3 separate regions of the Anas platyrhynchos genome follow, and regions 1 and 3 are each linked to region 2. A link is a contact called in public Hi-C data. All regions are on one chromosome and are shown on one strand. Each heading gives the region's core, a stretch centred on a gene start, on an enhancer-like site or on the middle of the called end of the contact. The rest is flanking DNA. Distances are from core to core; before and after follow the strand shown. Region 1 has its middle 100 kb from the start of CTPS1. Region 2 holds the start of CITED4 (Cbp/p300 interacting transactivator with Glu/Asp rich carboxy-terminal domain 4). Region 3 overlaps LOC101805210 (avidin).

Evidence for each region. Hi-C and Micro-C count contacts between places; a contact is called where the count stands out from the background.
Region 1: a contact with region 2 is called in a Hi-C map of liver, with 4 times the contacts expected there. The contact joins the enhancer-like site here to the promoter of CITED4 in region 2. A contact is called at or near these places in 3 of 8 Hi-C or Micro-C datasets (liver, small yellow follicle and subcutaneous adipose tissue).
Region 3: a Hi-C map of F1 follicle shows a contact between it and region 2, with 3 times the contacts expected there. The contact joins the enhancer-like site here to the promoter of CITED4 in region 2. A contact is called at or near these places in 4 of 8 Hi-C or Micro-C datasets (F1 follicle, F5 follicle, liver and 1 more).

What each region holds. Positions count from the first base shown.
Region 1 is chr24:6,804,803-6,808,520 of IASCAAS_PekinDuck_T2T, reverse strand. No RefSeq gene overlaps it. Among named protein-coding and RNA genes, the nearest start is that of CTPS1, 100 kb to the right of the region's middle. Within about 2 kb of position 1,425, at least 1 of the 8 cell types and tissues checked has an H3K27ac peak or open chromatin away from gene starts, as enhancers often do.
Region 2 is chr24:6,939,355-6,943,309 of IASCAAS_PekinDuck_T2T, reverse strand. It overlaps CITED4 (Cbp/p300 interacting transactivator with Glu/Asp rich carboxy-terminal domain 4), which reads right to left and starts at 2,192. Exons shown (of 2, transcript XM_027444083.3): 1 at 2,043-2,192; 2 at 1-1,825. The coding sequence starts at 2,177. The coding sequence ends at 1,199.
Region 3 is chr24:6,732,186-6,735,756 of IASCAAS_PekinDuck_T2T, reverse strand. The region is part of intron 1 of LOC101805210 (avidin); the gene reads left to right. Among named protein-coding and RNA genes, the nearest start is that of CTPS1, 31 kb to the right of the region's middle. Within about 2 kb of position 1,821, at least 1 of the 8 cell types and tissues checked has an H3K27ac peak or open chromatin away from gene starts, as enhancers often do. A contact at or near this core is called in F1 follicle, where this site is marked.

The sequences.
Region 1 (3,718 bases), core at 176-2,675, 130 kb after region 2:
GTTCCATGAGGCCAAGTGCCGGGTCCTGCACTTGGGGCACAACGACTACATGTAATGCTACAAGCTGAGGGAAGAGTGTCTGGAAAGTTAACCAGCAGAAAGGGACCTGGGTGTATTGGTGGATAGATGGCTGAATATGAGCCAGCAGTGTGCTCAGGTGACCAAGAAGTCCAACAGAATCCTGATTGTATCATAAATATTGTGATAAGAAGGACTAGTGAAATGATTGTCCCCTGTTCTCAGCTCTGGTGACACCATACCTCAAATATTGTGTTCAGTTTTGGACCCCTCACTACAAGAAGAACATCAAGGTGCTGGAGCATGTCCAAACAAGGGCAACAAAGCTGGTGAAGGACCTAGAGAATAAGTCTGATGAGGAGCAGCTGAGGAAACTGGGGTTATTTAGTCTAGAGAAAAGGAGGCTCAGGGGACACCTTACTGTACTTTATAATTACCTTAAAGGAGGCTGTAGTGTGGTGGGGGGTTAGTCTCTTCTCCCAAGCAGCAAGCAATAGGACAAGAGGAAATGTCCTAATGTTGTGCCAGGGGATTTTTAGGTTGAATATTTGGAAAAAAAAATCTTAACTGAAAGGGCTGTGAAGCATTGGAACAGACTGCCCAGGGAAGTAGTTGAGTCACCATCCCTGGAGGTACTCAAAAGATGTGTAAATTTGGTGCTTTGAGACCTGGTCTAGTGGTAGACTTGGCAGTGCTAGGTTAACAGTTGGACTTGATGATCTTAGAGGTCTTTTCCAGCCTAAATGATTCTATGATGCACTGATGGCCCATGTACCAATGCCTCCTCTTCTTACCCACAGTTTCTCTGCCTTGATGCAGTGCTCATCTCTGAGAAGACTATTGGCATTGGTATGGGCAGGGGAGCATAGCAGCAGATGGACCTGTTTGCCAGCTCCTCTACTCAGCTGCAGGAATAGCAGTAAATGTACTTAATTCATATTTTGTTGGCATTCTACAAGGCTGGCCAGGAACATGCTGTGCAGCAGCTAAAGCAGAGTATTTTCTTTCCTATTGTTCTTCTTGTACTTGGTTTCTCATATTTCTGGGACAGGGGCAACTCAGGACCAGAGAAACAGGATCTTCAGGAGGTGAAGCATCATGTTAATATCAGTGTAGATGAGTTGTACTAGGACATTTTCCATCCACTTGGAAAGTAGAAGTTTGTTGTGCACTGACAGCTGAACTGAAACAGAGTTTTTGCACTCTAACAGTGTCATGCTTACTGTTTTTTTGTTTGTTTGTTTGTTTGTTTGTTTTTTTCTTCTTGAACACAGTGCCCTGTTCTATCACTAATGTTATTTTGTGCATCTGAAAACGCTGATTTAGCACTCTCATAGCTCTGGAGAAGGGAAGCAAAGGGCACGAGGACAAAAGTTGAAAGCTGTTAAGGAAGAAGCAGCAGACCAGGCAGAGCAGCTGCAGCTGTAAACCAAGTTCAGGCAGAAAATCTGAGGGCAACACTAAGACCACTCCTGAGGTTCACAACTGAGTGTGCCTCCACTGATCTGAGGCCTGATAAAAAAAGAAATAAAGTAACACATAATTAAATAACAGTTCCCCAAATCATGGATTACAGAAGCTATTCTGTAGTTACAAGCAGCTATGTGGCCCTAGAGAAAGGGGATTTAATCTGAGTTGTTCTCCTTCTCTTGTTATATACTTCTTTGCTATGTGATTTTGAAAATGATTTTGGTCCAGAGCTTTAATAACATATGAAGGAGAACCATGCAATTACTAAATGCCCCATGCTTTTGCAATGTTTTTTTGCACAGGAGTAGGTAATTGGTAGGAATTATATTCCCTTTTTGAGATTTTAAGATTTAGTAAGATTAACAGCTCTGTCCTCATAGTGGAGAAATGCTGCAAAAGATACAAAGAAATAAACATATATATTGAAAAACTCCATTGCTTGTTTTCTGAGAGCCTGTCCTGCTGACACAATGGTTCAGAGTCCTGAGTAGCTCCAGGCATTCTGATTGTTATGGTACCAACAGGGCAATGTTTCATCATTCAGGACGGAAATAACACAGGTGCAGAGGAAGAGGATTTATGCAAATATTTTGTTTCTTGCTTATAGAAGCCTGAATTTATCTTTACATTTTACCTGGTCAGAAATCCAGATCGTCCCCATTTATGGGCAGCTTCTCTATTTGGGGCAGCCATGAGGAGAGTTGTATTTGCTGGCCACTGAAGAGACAAACTGAAAAAAAGAAAATGAAACTTGACCAGAAAGTGTGATTTCCAAGAAAATGAATATTTGGGGTAGTTGAAATTTGATTTTCATCTGAACTGGGCTGAAAGCAAAACTTTTCTGCATTTCCTTTGAACAGGGAACTCTCCAGATGCTTCCAGGGCTGTGTGACAAACAGTTGACAGTCAGTGTCACTGTGTTCAGAGCACCTTTTGCCTAGACCTGGTTTCTCAGCACTTCCCAGTGTCCCCAGTCAGAGACGGACCCAGCTGGCTGGTTTCAACAGCGGTGGGAGCTGGGGCTTTGCAGAGAAGACAGAGTGGGGCTGGTTGCCAAGTACTGCCTGCCAGACCCACAGCCCTGGGAATACCAGGTCCACATGTGGTGCAGCCTGGCAACTAAGCTGAATCCCAGGCAGATTTTCCCAGCCTAAGATATTTCCAGGAAAAAAAGTGGGGATTTGAGAGCTGGTATTTTCCAACACAGAAAAAACAGCAGTTTCATTGCTAAGAGGCCCTAAATTGGGAGCAACTAGAAACCACAAATACTGCAGCTGTGAGAAGCCAAAGGTGCCTCATGAAGAGGGGTTGCCACAGTTTAGGTCTTGCATTAGCACCAGGCATGGTGTGCACACTATGCCAAGGGGACAAGGGGACATTGCCCTGCCCACAGCTGTCACCAGCATCCACTAGCACGCCTAGCAGGCTGGTCCCACCATTGGCACCACAACCAAACTGGTTAACTGCTTTAGGAAACTTCTCCATTTTCTTGACAGTTTATTTATTTTTCTAATAAATATATTGTGCAATCAGCTTGTTATGATCAGTTTAGTTTCTCTGGGTTTTGTAAGGATTAAAGATAAGAAGTTGTAATAAATGTGGTTCTTTGAGGAGGATTAAATTATGCTTTTTTATAGGTAGTGCTGTATTATGATAAGGATTAAAAACATTCACTTCTTAAATATTGCAATAAATCTATTGGAGATCTGCTGAATCTTTCAGTGCAGGACATTTCTGGAAGATCTCCACAATCAGAAGAGATGACTCGTGTTGCTTCTGCGACTGGCTGAATATCATCCCATGGATTCTCCCAATTCTATCCCTGAGTCCAATGAATTGGGCATGCCTTTTAAAGCCTTGCAGTCTTTAAATAAAAATCTTACCTGTTGGAGAGTGCATCATGTCCTAAGATCAGGTATTCCTCAATTCACCCTTTAGCCTGTTCATAGATAAATCAAATACATTGAACACCTTTTTCACCATGAGACAAATTTCAAGAACTTAATTTGAGAAGCCTATTTACTGAGTGCTGTTAATGATGGTGTGTGACCTCCATAGCCATCTTTCAGTACGTATCTGCCATTCCTTCAATTTGTAGGAGGGTAACAGCTCTCTAATCACCTTGTTCTTTTTATTATTTTTTCCTATCTTGTACATCTTTCATGACATCTCTAGCTCTATTAAAAATATCAACGTCCTATGACAGCATCCATTTGCAAACCCTTGGTTG
Region 2 (3,955 bases), core at 943-3,442:
GCCAGAAACTGTCAGCAGCAGGGGGCAGCAGCAACTAGGAGTTAACAGGAGCTTTCCACAGTGCCTGGAAACAAGAGACAGCAGAGGAAACAAAACCCCACTAGCTTTTACATTTAACCTTTTCTGAGTAAGGGAATTAGGAATCAAGTCATCTTTATCACATTCAGAAGGGTGTTGGATTTACACAGCCCTGTGTGTTCAGCATAAAGACCTTGCATTGAAGTGACTGCCTGAAGAGCAGCCTGAAAACTATCCCAGGCTTTCTTTTTTTGAAGCCAGCATCTTAAAGCTGCAGTACTCTCCATGCATCATTCCCAGCGGTCCCAAAGCCAAATAACAAAAGGAGCCCTTTGCAAATAAATAATCATAGGAAAAAATAAATAAGATTAGATCTGGAATATACAGTTGCATTGTCTTTATTTGGTTTCAGAGGTGGAAAAAAAGTGGAGCTAGACTGCAGCTTTAAGCCTTATGCCTAAATCAGCCCAAACACTCAGTAAATTTTACAGTTGATTAGCTATATGGGTTTGGAGATCTGAAGTCTCACAGAAATGAACATTCAGGCACCTATGCACACCCTTCCCCAATGCATAGTTCATTTTTCTCAGCCAGTTAGGAAAAATAGCTTGCTGGAAGGGAAGTAACCCCTTTCTGAGCTGAACAGACAAGACTGAAGACCTTTTTACTGTCACAGTAAGAAGTCCCAAGAAATATCTAATCCCACCCATGTTTGCAAGGGGAAATTGTTTCAAACCATGCACCAGGCATGGAGACATCCTCTCTCAGGGGATCCTTTAACTTTGCTGGCATGACAGAATCCTCCAGCAAATCCAGCTACCAGCAGGGTTGCCAGCTGCCCATCACTTCCTGTGCTCAAAGCCTAGTTGTGGCAAGTCATAAGTTCATTATTTCTACTAAGCCAGAAATCCTGGTAAAGCCATTTAGAGGCAGCTCTACAGCAAGAGCTCTTGATCTGTTCTGTTTGGGGTACACACCCCCTCCCCAGGAACTCCCAAATGAAAAACCACACAGAAGAGAAAAGCAATCCATTGCAAGCCAGTGTCCGATGATTGTCTCCTTGGGGAGGTCAGGAATCCAGGACAGGGCAAGGCATGGGAAGGGAGGAGGATGGCAGGTGGAGAAGGAAGTTATAAACAAACTCAAAACCACTAAGACACAAGGAGGAGCTCAAAACCCCTCAACAGCTGATGGCACTGGGCTGCTGTTTGCTAACAAAGTCTGAAATGAAGTCGAACTCGTTTTGTCCCAAGAACAGCTCTGGCAGCTCCTGAATCCGGTCCAACCCCAGTTCCAGGACAAGGGACGTCAAAACCTCCTCATCTATGAGATCAGTGTCCATAACATTCAAGGTCAGCGCTGGTGAGGGCATGTGCTGCATGCCTGGGTGCTGGCTTGGCCCCACTCTGTACTGCTGAGCACCAGCTCCCATGGGCCCGTTGCTCATACCCAGCGGGTGGCCCTGGTACTGGGTGTTGAGTTTTTGTAGGTGCATGCTAGCCATGAGCTGCTGGGTGCCCACTGGCCCCATGTATTGCTGCTGCTGGCTCGGGCCGTTGAACATCATCGCGTTCTGCATCTGGTGGTGGTTCATCTGTCCGCTGAGGTTGGGTCTCGGCCTCATCACACCATCCATTCCAGCCCCTCCGTACGGCATCATCTGCCCAGCTGCGGGTAGCGTCCTCAGCACGTGCTGCCCGTGCTGCGGTGGTCCCTGCAGCCCACTCACACCCATCCGGTAGCTCTGCAGCCCGGCGCCGCCGTGGCTCACGGACATCATCATGTGCTCAGCCATGGCTCCGGGCCCCTGCAAGGCGACACGCGGCTCAGGGCGAGGCTCCCGCGGGCAGCACCGCTCCCCGCTCCCGTCCCAGACGGCTTCCACCGAGGATCCCGGAGCACCCCCCACCTTCGCCGCGGCCGGCGGGCGCAGCGCAGCGCCGCCCCGCCCCGGCGAGCCGAGCCGCGGCCTCCCCGCCGCCGCCCCGGGGAGCCGGGGTCTGCCCGCGCGGGTACGCACCGACCTGGGGCTGCACAGGGTCCGCGCTCCGCCAGCGCCCGCTCGGCCGCCTCAGCTCGCCGGGCGCGGGGCGCCGCTCTCCGCTCTTATGGAGGCGCGGGCAGGGGCGGGCCGCCCGGCCCGGCCCCCCGCCACCCATTGGAGCGCGGCCCGCGGCCGCCCGGCCCCTGAGGGGGTGGGAGGGCCGCGCTATGGGCGCTGCTGCTGTGGCGGGCGTGGGGCTGCCCGAGCTCCGCGAGCCGTGCTCTGAGCGCCCCGTGGTCGCGACATGGCGCGACTGGAGGGAGGGAGGGGTGCTGGCTGCCTCCAGTGTGGAGGGCACCGGAGTTGGCACATCCCAGCTGCTCGGGTGGCCCCCCTTGGGTCCGAGGTGCTGGCTCCTTGGGCGGGTTGGGGAGGAAAGGGGTGGGTGGGCTCCAGGGCAGCCAGTCCAGCAGCCCCCAGTGTCCTGCGGGTGCTCTGCTGGGGATTCTTAACCCGTAAGGAGGCCTTAAGGCAAGTTCTGCTTCTGAGCAGGATGCCAAGATGCAGCCGTGCTGCCTGGTGTTACGGCCCCCACAGGCAGTGCATGCTCGATCCTGGTGTGCATTGATACCAACAAGGGCAGAGGTTGTGGAGTGGCTGAGCGGGAGCATGGGAACAACGGAGTCCCCAGTGTGTGGGACTGGGGAGCCCTCAGTGTGGTACAGGTGCTACAGTTCCTCCAGGGATCGCAGACTGCAGAAAACGTGGGTCATCCCTGCTCAGTACTGGGCTCATATGGTTTGGGGTAAGGACTGGGCCTGGGGTGGCTGTGGAGCCTCACACAGGTCATTTCTGTTCCCAGCCCATGCATGTAGGGAATGGTGGTGCACTCATGTGAAGCATTTTGAGCTGCATTTGCTTGCATTATGTTCTCTTGCATTTGACATAGTCCTCACCTGTTTCCTGGGCAGGAACATTGTTTGCCTTTAATATTGCCAACAGTGTAAGATCAGCTCTCAGGAGGGAGTCACCCCACCAGTGCTTTCCTCTTCTCCAGTGTCCCTCTGAAAAAGACTTTCTACCTGATCACATGGCTGGCTGGAGGTGCAGGGATCCGTTTTGGTGGCTGTGCTGTCTTTCTTGGTCGTGTCAAAGGATGTGCATGCAGATGTCTGTCGATGGCTGCAGCACACTGGCCCCTGTGAGTGTGCACCCTGGTGCAGGAGGGTGCTGGCTACTGTGAGAAGGACCCTTGCTTGATGCCAGCTCTGGCTCTGTGGTCAGCAATGGGGCGCTACCACTGTGCAGCATTACCAGCCCAGGTGACCGAGATCAGTTCTTAGTGGCATTGACTAGGTGCCTTGATTACTCTGCCAGTGGTGTTCTTCTAGCAGGTATGCACCAATATTGTCTAAGCAGAGCTACCAGCACATGAATGTTACAAGCAGAGATTTGCTAGTATAACTTCCTGCAGTAGTGTCTTTACCTCGTTAGCGCAGCTTTTGATTGCTGTGTCCCAGTGGAACACATATGCTCTTCCACAGACCCATGTTAGACAAATTATTTTACCATGGACCTACAGTGACACTGATGCTCTCTACAGGCCATGACACTTCCTATTAGCTTATAAAAGCACAGTGGTGATTTTCCCCTTTATTTTTGTGTTGTGAAAGAACCCAGAGAATTTTTTCTTGAAGGTATTAGTGTTGCATGGCTACCCACTTGGAAAGCAGGTGATGGCAAAGTTAAACTTGCTTCCCCAACTTCATCCCATTTCTGTTTGTTCCACTTTTCAGGAGACTTGGAGCAGGCTGTTGCATTGAGCTAGGTAGCATTTTTGTGTTCTGCACATTCATTATGATCACAGACCCCACAGAGCAGAAGGAAGTGCCAACAAAGCTTTTCAAAGGTTGCTGAGGAGGTTTGTTTTTAACTGCATTATTGGAGAAATGA
Region 3 (3,571 bases), core at 572-3,071, 210 kb after region 2:
ATGTGGAGATAATTGAAAGGCAGTTACAAAACAGAGCTAAATCCTTATATCATGTCACCGTGCTGGTGACATGATATAACAAGGGGAAATATTCCACTTAAACTTTTCAACTGAAATAGGGATAAAGTCATAGCTACGAAAGAAAATTAATACTTTTGTCAGTCCTGGGTCCTTCCTGAACTATGAACTATGAAGGCTGGAGCATTCTGGAGTTGTGTGTATTCAAACACCTGCCTGGGCGTCTTCTGTTCTTCACTATGTGAGACAGGATCTTAGCAAGATGTGATCCAGCACAACTCCATAGCTATAACAAGGAGTCTGCTCAGCTGGGGACTGTGGTCAGAGAGTTCTTGTGCATCCAACAGACACAATAAATCTAGAGTTGCTAGCTGCTGGCTGAGCACATGACTGGGATCACTGGGCTCCTTGGCCATCCACTCTCTGCCATCCATAGGCACCTGTGGACTTTTTGTTCATCCTGTAGCTGACCATGCTCTGAGCAGGAGGATGAAATAGAGACCTCCTGAAGCCAGCTCCAAGGGCTACTTCTGCTGATACATTCCCTTGGCCCTCTCTGTTCCTCCTGGAGGGGCTCTGCCCTTCCCTGGTAGGCTCAGGTTGGGTCCATGTGTAATATCCCTGTCAGTAACAGCCTGAATTAATAGTAATTCACCTGGCACAGCTTTTCATCAATGGATCTCAAGGTCTTTTAAAGAGTGTTGCTCTTTAAAAAACAAACCAATCAAACAACAACAACAGACAGACTTTGCCACCGTGAAAGACAGAGAAGGGAAATGACAGTCATCAGGCAGAACAGGCCAGACCCCAGGCATTCTGGCTTCTTGGCCAGCTGGACCCTTGCATCCAGATCTGCATGGTGGTCTGCAGCCTAGATCCTTGCATCTGCTTGGAGTTGACCCTCCTAGGAAATTATTAGGCTGGAGCAGGTGGTTGTGATGACACATCCTTGTCATCTGATTGTTTATTATTTGGCATGGTAAAAGTAATGATGTCCATAATTGCAATGTTAAGTGATTGGGCTTGGAAACAAAGTCACATACAGTTTGTTACTTTTGCTCTGCTTTTATGAGACTGTCAGTCTGATTTTCTTGTGAGATAGGATTGCAAAAGAGCTGGAACAGATCAGTCTGACGAGAAGTTTCTTCAGTTTAAGTACAGAATAGCAAGGAAATGCCACTTCCAATGGCTCTGAACCTGCCACAATTCAATGGGATCTCCCTTACTTTGTTTTTCACATGGAACATTGGACAGTTATGCTCTACGTGCCTTCTCACAAGTGGCTCATGAGTTTGTAGATTTCTCTTATCCTTCTCATTACCTCTTTTCAAGGAAGATAGGTTTGTGTCTGCTCTGGGCACCTCAGGTGGAAGACACCCCAGACCTTTGATCATTGTTATTGCACTTCTTTGCAACTTTCCTAGTTCTAGAGTATTCTTCCTTGTTACTACCTGGCCACCCATAAGTGTAGCACAGTACCCAGCTGGGACCTGGTTGTGTGCCAGAGCTGGAATAGTTGGTGACATCTGGGACTCAGGGACAGAGAGATGCACTGCAGAGTGAGGACAGGGTCACATTCATGCACATTCCCTCGGGGGGAAGATGGGCAAGTTAAGCTTAAAGCATAGCCACAACAGAAATGATGCAGACCTAGAGGGAGGGTAAACAACAACCACTGAACATGGAAAAAGAGTTTGTGCCAGCAACGTGCCCAGCCTCTTTCAGCTCCATGGGCTCAGTCCAACAGCCCACTTTCTAACACAGCCATTCCACCCCTTGGTATAAGAAGGCACCTCCTGTCCTCTGCTCTTTGCAGACATTTCTGCCCTCCAGAGGCAGAATGCAGGAAGCACTTTCCAGCTCAGCACAGAGCCTCTGAGAAAGCATGATTCTGGTTTCAAATCTTCATTTCAAACCTTTGCATTGCTGTGAATATATGTAAATAATTAGATGTGCTCACTCCTTGAAAATAGATCATCTGCATGGCTTTGCTTCATGGACTGCATTTTTCATAAAGTCTTGTACTTCAGGTATCCAGAAAAGTTTTCATTATTTTTTGTTGGGAAAAAGCCCCAAACCTGTGTGTCAGATCAAGGTTCTTGCACAGCAAAGCTGGAAAGTATAGAGGATGAAGCCTGGGGAGCAAAGGACCCAGCAGCTTGTGTGTAGGGTCTGCACTGAATGTGCTGGGGGTGAGCTGTGGAGAGAGCACAGTCCTGGAGCAGACAGACGTGCAGCCATGCTTTTCTGTTTTCAGACCAACAAGTACATGCTACAACTGGTTACAAATACATTCATGTTAGCCAGAAGTGAAGAAATGAAATATTGACAGTGAGAGTTATCTGGAATGTCTTTTACTAAATTCAGACATAGGGAGGTTGGGGCCCTGTCTTTCTGCAAATCCATCATCTCAGCCAGCATTTGCTGAGAATAAATTTCCTGATGTGTGATTGACTTTTGGAGAATCTCTTGGACTCCTTCAGGGACTCCATTCAGGTTCATTGTCTGTCCATCAAGACTCCATCTCTCATTTGTGTAGATTTATCTTTTTCCTCTAAATAATGCAGTTCCTCACCACACTGGAAATGCGCTGCACACCTCTTTGGTGATCTACCCTAATATGTTGCTGGCCTACTGCCAACTCTTTGAATGACCCCTTGAGAAGTGAAACAGTAGGCAGATGAGTGCCTGTACTTCAGCAGGGAAGGGACATCATTCATTACACCTCATCTTTAGATCGATTTTTGAATTGGCAAACGCATCTGATACAATGGCGTGACTGAGCTAACAGCTGCGATCAGACACAACGGTATATCTTTGTGTGATGATGTGTTTAAGATGACTGATCTCATGTTTGGGAATTAATTCCTGCTGGAAGGCTGACACAATGACGGTTGATGTTGACGGGCTTAGTAGCAGCCACGTACTTCCTTGGTGCATGGTTTTGTCAGCCAAGAGCTGTGGAAAACTAGGTGTCCTGCCAGTGCTGAGAGAAGTACCATGGCAGCCCACAAAGGAGGATGTAAGGATACTCCTTCATGTTGATGAATGGGCGGTTAAAAGGACAGTATGTGGATTTGGCCTAGCCAAGGGTTCAGATCCTTTGGAACAACATTGTTGGCTGACCATCCAACACAAGTGAGCAGAGTTTATATCATGGCTGATCAAAGTCATCTTGTTGTCAAGTACAGGCAAGACTGGCACACATCTCTCTGAATATCACCTTTCCAGTCCTGAGGTTGCCTTTCATCCTCCAATGACTAAAGCGTAGTCTCCTCCCTGGACTCCGCTGCTGCACAGGGGGGCACCAGCACCCCCCCTGCCACCAGGGAGGACAGCAGTGTGTGTGGTACTGCACACCAGGACCAAACATTACTGCAAGAGGTCCATGCTGTAAGGAGGACATGCTCCCTACTCAGGGAACACAGAGCAGTGTTCCCCTTTGTAGAAAGAGAAAAAAAAAAAGAGAGAGAATAGAGAAAAAAATTTACAGTACCAAGATGTATGTAGAGTCATGGGAGTAGCTCACTAATGTCTATACAAGGGGATGTCT